2 separate regions of the Mus musculus genome follow, and region 1 is linked to region 2. A link is a contact called in public HiCAR-type data. All regions are on one chromosome and are shown on one strand. Each heading gives the region's core, a stretch centred on a gene start, on an enhancer-like site or on the middle of the called end of the contact. The rest is flanking DNA. Distances are from core to core; before and after follow the strand shown. Region 1 overlaps Hmgcll1 (3-hydroxymethyl-3-methylglutaryl-Coenzyme A lyase-like 1). Region 2 has its middle 36 kb from the start of Scg3.

The links. HiCAR-type assays count read pairs that join an accessible place to other places.
Region 1: a contact with region 2 is called in a HiCAR-type map of fibro-adipogenic progenitors, with 4 times the contacts expected there. The contact joins two enhancer-like sites. A contact is called at or near these places in 3 of 39 promoter capture datasets (the 3T3-L1 cell line, hippocampal neurons and liver), 1 of 115 datasets of contacts at active chromatin or transcription factors (fibro-adipogenic progenitors) and 1 of 9 other capture datasets (pancreatic islet).

The regions. Positions count from the first base shown.
Region 1 is chr9:76,023,068-76,025,890 of GRCm38.p6, forward strand. The region is part of intron 1 of Hmgcll1 (3-hydroxymethyl-3-methylglutaryl-Coenzyme A lyase-like 1); the gene reads left to right. Among named protein-coding and RNA genes, the nearest start is that of Hmgcll1, 9.5 kb to the left of the region's middle. Within about 2 kb of position 1,339, at least 154 of the 459 cell types and tissues checked have an H3K27ac peak or open chromatin away from gene starts, as enhancers often do. A contact at or near this core is called in fibro-adipogenic progenitors, where this site is marked.
Region 2 is chr9:75,718,268-75,721,037 of GRCm38.p6, forward strand. No RefSeq gene overlaps it. Among named protein-coding and RNA genes, the nearest start is that of Scg3, 36 kb to the left of the region's middle. Within about 2 kb of position 1,309, at least 11 of the 459 cell types and tissues checked have an H3K27ac peak or open chromatin away from gene starts, as enhancers often do. A contact at or near this core is called in fibro-adipogenic progenitors, where this site is marked.

The sequences.
Region 1 (2,823 bases), core at 89-2,588, 300 kb after region 2:
CCTATCAGGTGTCTTGAGGCTTTGATGTTCCTCATTCATATTGCCATGGCATATCAACTGGTATTGCCACAGCAATGGATTTATTTAGGGGACTATATTTTTGGGATAACGTGGGTACAGAATCCCTGTCATATTTAGAAGGCACTATATTATAACAGACATCCTGACCCTCTGGCTCTTAAACTCTTTCTGCCCCCTCTTGAGATGTTTCCTGAGTCATAGGTGTAAGGGTTGTGTTGACAGGAGATGGACAACCCATAGTCAGTAGCCTCTGTATTTTGATTAGTTGTTGATATCTGAAATTGTCTCTGACTGCAGAAGGGTGCTTCTTTGATGAAAGCTAGAATCAGGGTAGTAGGATGCAGGTGGTATGAGAAGGAAATGGGAAAAACAGACCACACCACACACTTCAAATACAAAACTTGCAGAAACTGAGCTGGATCTGGCCTCAAAGCCCCACCCCTGAGGACTGGCTCTCAGTTTCTGTGGGTGCTGTGTATGCAGGCTGCCAAGGGAGAAAAGCAATCAATAGTCCTATTCAACTGTGAAACCTGTGAACCGAAACAACGAACGACAGTTCAGCAAGCTATCCCCAAGAGTGCAGTAGTGACCCATCTTAGGGATAGCCAACAGCTGTCTAATTGGACTCAGTAGGGAGGAATTCATCTCTGCTCTAAACCTCCCCAGCCTACCAGTTGCTAGTGAGGTCATGGATCAAAGAGAAGAGCCTACTGGTGCCACTTTCCGAAACTAGTATAATTTCTGAATGTGTTCTAAATACACTCATCCGTAAACCCACAGGAACAAGTTTCTCCATTCTTACACTGTGACTTTTCAAATAGCTTTAGGTCAAATCTGGTCACAATTTGATTCCTGAATGTGCATGACTCACATCTACATGCTGAGACAAGAGTAGACACCCTGGGCTGTGTTTTAGTTTCTATCCTATTAGGAAATCTGTTTCTTGGTGTTTTATATATATATAAAAATGTGTAATAATTCTGTATTTTCCTCATCCTCTTTAATCAAATCATATTATTTTGTATGGGCTTCCTGTTTCAAGCACTTTTTATAGCTACCACTGTTGGATGTTAAGTACATCCCAGGTGCTTCCTGGTTGCTTATTTAATCATCTCACTAGTCTGTTTTGTAGATTTCAAAGGCATGGCACACAATGGTTAAATAAGTTGCTCATAGCCAGCAGCTAGTGAAGAGCAGAGTTAGGTTGGGAACGCAGGAAGTTCTACCTCCAGAACATTCAGTTTGCAGGCGTGTTTCCACTATAGCCATGAGAGGACTCACTTGAAGAGTTTATTGAGTCTTCTGGAAGCTCTGACTCAGCAGCCCTTGCGGTTGGCTCCCAGCTGTCTTTGTTTTCCCTTCACCCCATCTTGGTAAGCTCTGTGCTGGCTGCTGCTGCTGCAGCCACCAGCTACCAACTGTGCTCCTATCAAGGTTCCTTTCCTGTGTTCTTCCTGAGCTCTTGGCTCCTGCTCATGAGAGAGTGCAGGCTGGGGAAAGACTACTGTGAATTTTGACTTCCTTTCTGCCCTCCCTGAGGTTGAGAGTAGAATTCAGTCTGGAATAGAACTGCATTGCATAAAAAAGGAAAAACAACTGAGTTTCCAATAAATTTCCTGTTCCCTTCAATCTTCAATACTTTCTGTCCTTGGATTTCTGTTGGCTCCTGGATTCCTTGCTCTCTCTGATTCCAGCTGGCTTTTACATCCTTCCTTCCCCCTATGCTGTGATTTTTTTTTTTTTTTCTCAGCTTCAAGCTCCTCCAAGTTTTCTGGCTTTATGGTTATTCACTCTGTGTTGTAACTTTCTCTGACCCTTTCTTCTCTTTCTCCATGGTACACACTTCCCTTTTAGTTTTATTTCTTTTTATTTTTTTCTTTTCTACTCAACCAGGAGGCCAGACTTCACAGGCACAGAAACGTCATGGGTCACTTGCAGGTGACCTGTGGTTTTTTGAGAGGCAAAATCAAATCGCCTATTTGGATCATTTTAACTGGATTCCAAATTTGAAAGTTTTTGGCCAGCCTGGTTAAAATCCTAAGAACAAAAGCAGCTTTTAGAATTCTGGTTTCCTTCTAGTAGTCTGGCAATTGTTAATCTATGTAGGAGAGGCAAATAGTCCTTTACAGCTGCCTTGCTGAGAAAATTTTATCCCTGGAAATATTCTATTTGATTGCACTACACTTAAACATGTAGGTATAAAAGAATGCCTTTATACACATTTGTCTTCTAACTGTCCTTGGCATCAAATTGCCTTCTGTGCTCAGGATGATTTGTTCTGGGGACCCTTGGTGGTGGACAATCACGTGGAAATAGCATGATGTGCTTGTTCAAGATGTTTCTATTTTTCCATGTTTCTGTTTTTCGTAATCCTTCAGCTGGCAGGAAATTGTAGTTAAGGCACCAGACACTTGCCATCTTTCCATCTGAGCGCTCTTCCTTTTCCCAAATAATCAGAATTCAGCCCAAAATTAATACTCAAGAGTTTTTAATTTCTTCTGTTGGTTCGAACCCTTTTTATAACTCATTTGGATGCTATTTACTTATGTAAATATTAATTAGTGAATCTTGTCCTCAAAACATTTATTCTAAAATAAAACTATGTAAAAAAAAAAAACAATTCTACATAGAGACTTTTAAAATTACCCAGGCCTATGAAGGCTTGCATTTTAATTTATTCACAAATCATAATTTGTGTTAATGTCAAAAAATTAGATACAATCAATAGAGAAATAAATTTAAAAGGCCTGTGTGTAGCTCAGTGGTAGGCTCCTTTTGTAGTATATGAAAGCTCTGATTTTA
Region 2 (2,770 bases), core at 59-2,558:
TATCCATAAGACTCCATGTGACTCTAGCGAACCCTGACTAATACAGGTCTCTACATTATAATTTATAGTGTATGTTTCCCCCATGCAGTCTTAGCTCAAAGGTTACCTGAGCATGGAGGGGCTGAGTATCCTCTGAGAGTATTCCCATAGAAAGCCTGAAAGACCAATAAGGCCGGTTCTTGACAGGAAGGTTTGGCCAGACCAGGTATGTACATCACGTGCGCAGACACACACACACACACACACACACACACACAGCTCTTTCCAGACACGCACAGAATGAGATGCTCTGAGAAACTGTAGCAGAAACGTCACAGTTTACTTCTGAACATCTCTTTGACTTTCTTTCTCTTTATGATTCTGGTTTTCCAAACGGTTTTTAATTTTTTTTTTTTCTGAGATGTAGTTTCTGAGTGTAGTCTTGGCTCTCCTGGGACTTGCTCTGTAGAGCAGGCTGGTCTGGAACTCAGAAATGGGCCTGCCTCCGCCTCTGTAGTGCTGGGATTAAAGGCTCGTGCCACCACCACTGGCTTTATATCCTGTTTCATAACTGGTGTGCATGACCTGTGTTCAGTTCTTTCTCGTCTTCATGTATTTAGCTTTCCTTGTTGACTTTTCTTCGTGGTATACTCTATGCACGCATGTATTTGTTACTGTGTTTACCTAGATTATCATGTGATTCCACACATGAGTGAGAACATAGAGCTGGAACATGGAGAACTACATAATACTAAGAAGACTGAATGTTTATATTATATTACATAATACTAGGAACCCTGAAAGTGTTTTAATGAAAAGTTTTGCTATTAAGTGTATCATCGTCGATATTAATTACATCTAAATTGGTACCTTAGGATTTGAGACATGTGAGAAGTCCCACAAGTCAGGGAATTTCTCTTAGGTCACACATTTGATTCTGATTTGAGCAATCAGTCCTGTGGCCATCTTGTTTTTGTTGTATTGTTTGTTTTGTTTATTGGAATCAGAAGTGGCATAAAAGCAACGTATTATTATTTTGTACCCTTTAATGCATGTTGGGCAGAGCAGGAGTTTTGTTATGGCACCACCATACATGTTTAGTTTGTGTTGATCCACACCCTCTCCCTGCTCTCCCCATCCCCTTGGTCCTCACCTACCGTAACCCTGTGCCCCAGTAATCTCCTTTAGAGCGGGACCTCTCAATGTTTGAGGGGAGACTAGTTACTTCCCTCAGTTTTAGTTTTAATAAAATGTGAAACAAAACCCTCCGGGCAGTAAGCTTGTTTATTTTACTGTGCTCTGTTTAGTCATTTCTTTTTAAAGAGAAGGTTATAAAAGTGTAATCATTGCCATCTGTTGTATTTGAGTAAAACCTAGACTAAAAGTCAGAAAAGTCCCACCAACAGCTTACAAAACAATAGCAACAATGCCAACTCGCCATGGTTACGGGTGAAACTGTTTTCTCCTAAATAAAGGAAGTCTCCTTAGAGGATTATTTTAACATTTGATTTACATCATTATTGAATTGGACTCCAAAAATCCTCAACAATCTCTGAAAACCAAACCAACCAAACAAACAAAAAAATCAAAAGCAAAATGCTGCTATTTAACTCCTGGCCTGATAAGCAGTTAGCAGATTTCTGTCACTCTGAGGAAAACCCCATCAAAACTTACTGTTTGGAGAATATTATTTTTAAGAGTTTCTATGGGTATGATTCAGAGGAGAAAACTGTATTTGTGTCTATGGGGTGACAGTATGAAATAGCTATCACCAAAAGCAGGCATGAGGGCAAGGTAAAGCATAAGGTTTTCAATGTGGCTTACAGCATCGTTCATCTAAAGGTCTGCCTAGGCCATATCTTTGCTACACTTTGCATTAGACACGGCAGCGCCAGGGCAGAAGATCGATGGTCATCGGGTAAAGGCTCCTGCTCCCATGCTAAGGCCACATGAGCCACAGGATGGAAGATCCATCCATGGTGTTCTCTGACATTGAATGAACATACTCCACACACCACAGCAACACACATACACACACACACACACACACACACACACACACACACACACACACACACACACACGTTCTCAAATAAATAAATTTAATTTTTTGCCTTTTTCTAGTTAAGATTGATTTATTTTTGTATCTATTGGTGTTCGGTCTGCATGCACACTGGTGCACATGTATGCAGTACCAAAGGTGACCAGAAGAGGGCAACAGAACCACTCGCCAGACCCAGAGCAGCCTGCAGATTCTGTGCTCAGGCTATGCTTGATTCTGTCTGATCCTACCCCTTGCTTGCACTCTCCTGAGTCACTGGATTTAACTTGAGCTTCACAACCAGGCGCCAGCCCCACGTATACCTTTCTCAACCTACAGATTTGCGTTGGATGGCACATTCTGGGCCCTAGCAATAGCCTGCTATATCCAAATCAGACATGAAACCAACAAAATAGATCCACATGCCTAGTATTCGTTTTGTTTGTTTGTTTGTTTTTCTTTTTTTTCCATTTTTTATTAGGTATTTAGCTCATTTACATTTCCAATGCTATACCAAAAGTCCCCCATACCCACCAACCCCCACTCCCCTACCCACCCACTCCCCCTTTTTGGCCCTGGCGTTCCCCTGTACTGGGGCATATAAAGTTGGCGTGTCCAATGGGCCTCTCTTTCCAGTGATGGCCGACTAGGCCATCTTTTGATACATATGCAGCTAGAGTCAAGAGCTCCGGGGTACTGGTTAGTTCATAATGTTGTTCCGCCTATAGGGTTGCAGATCCCTTTAGCTCC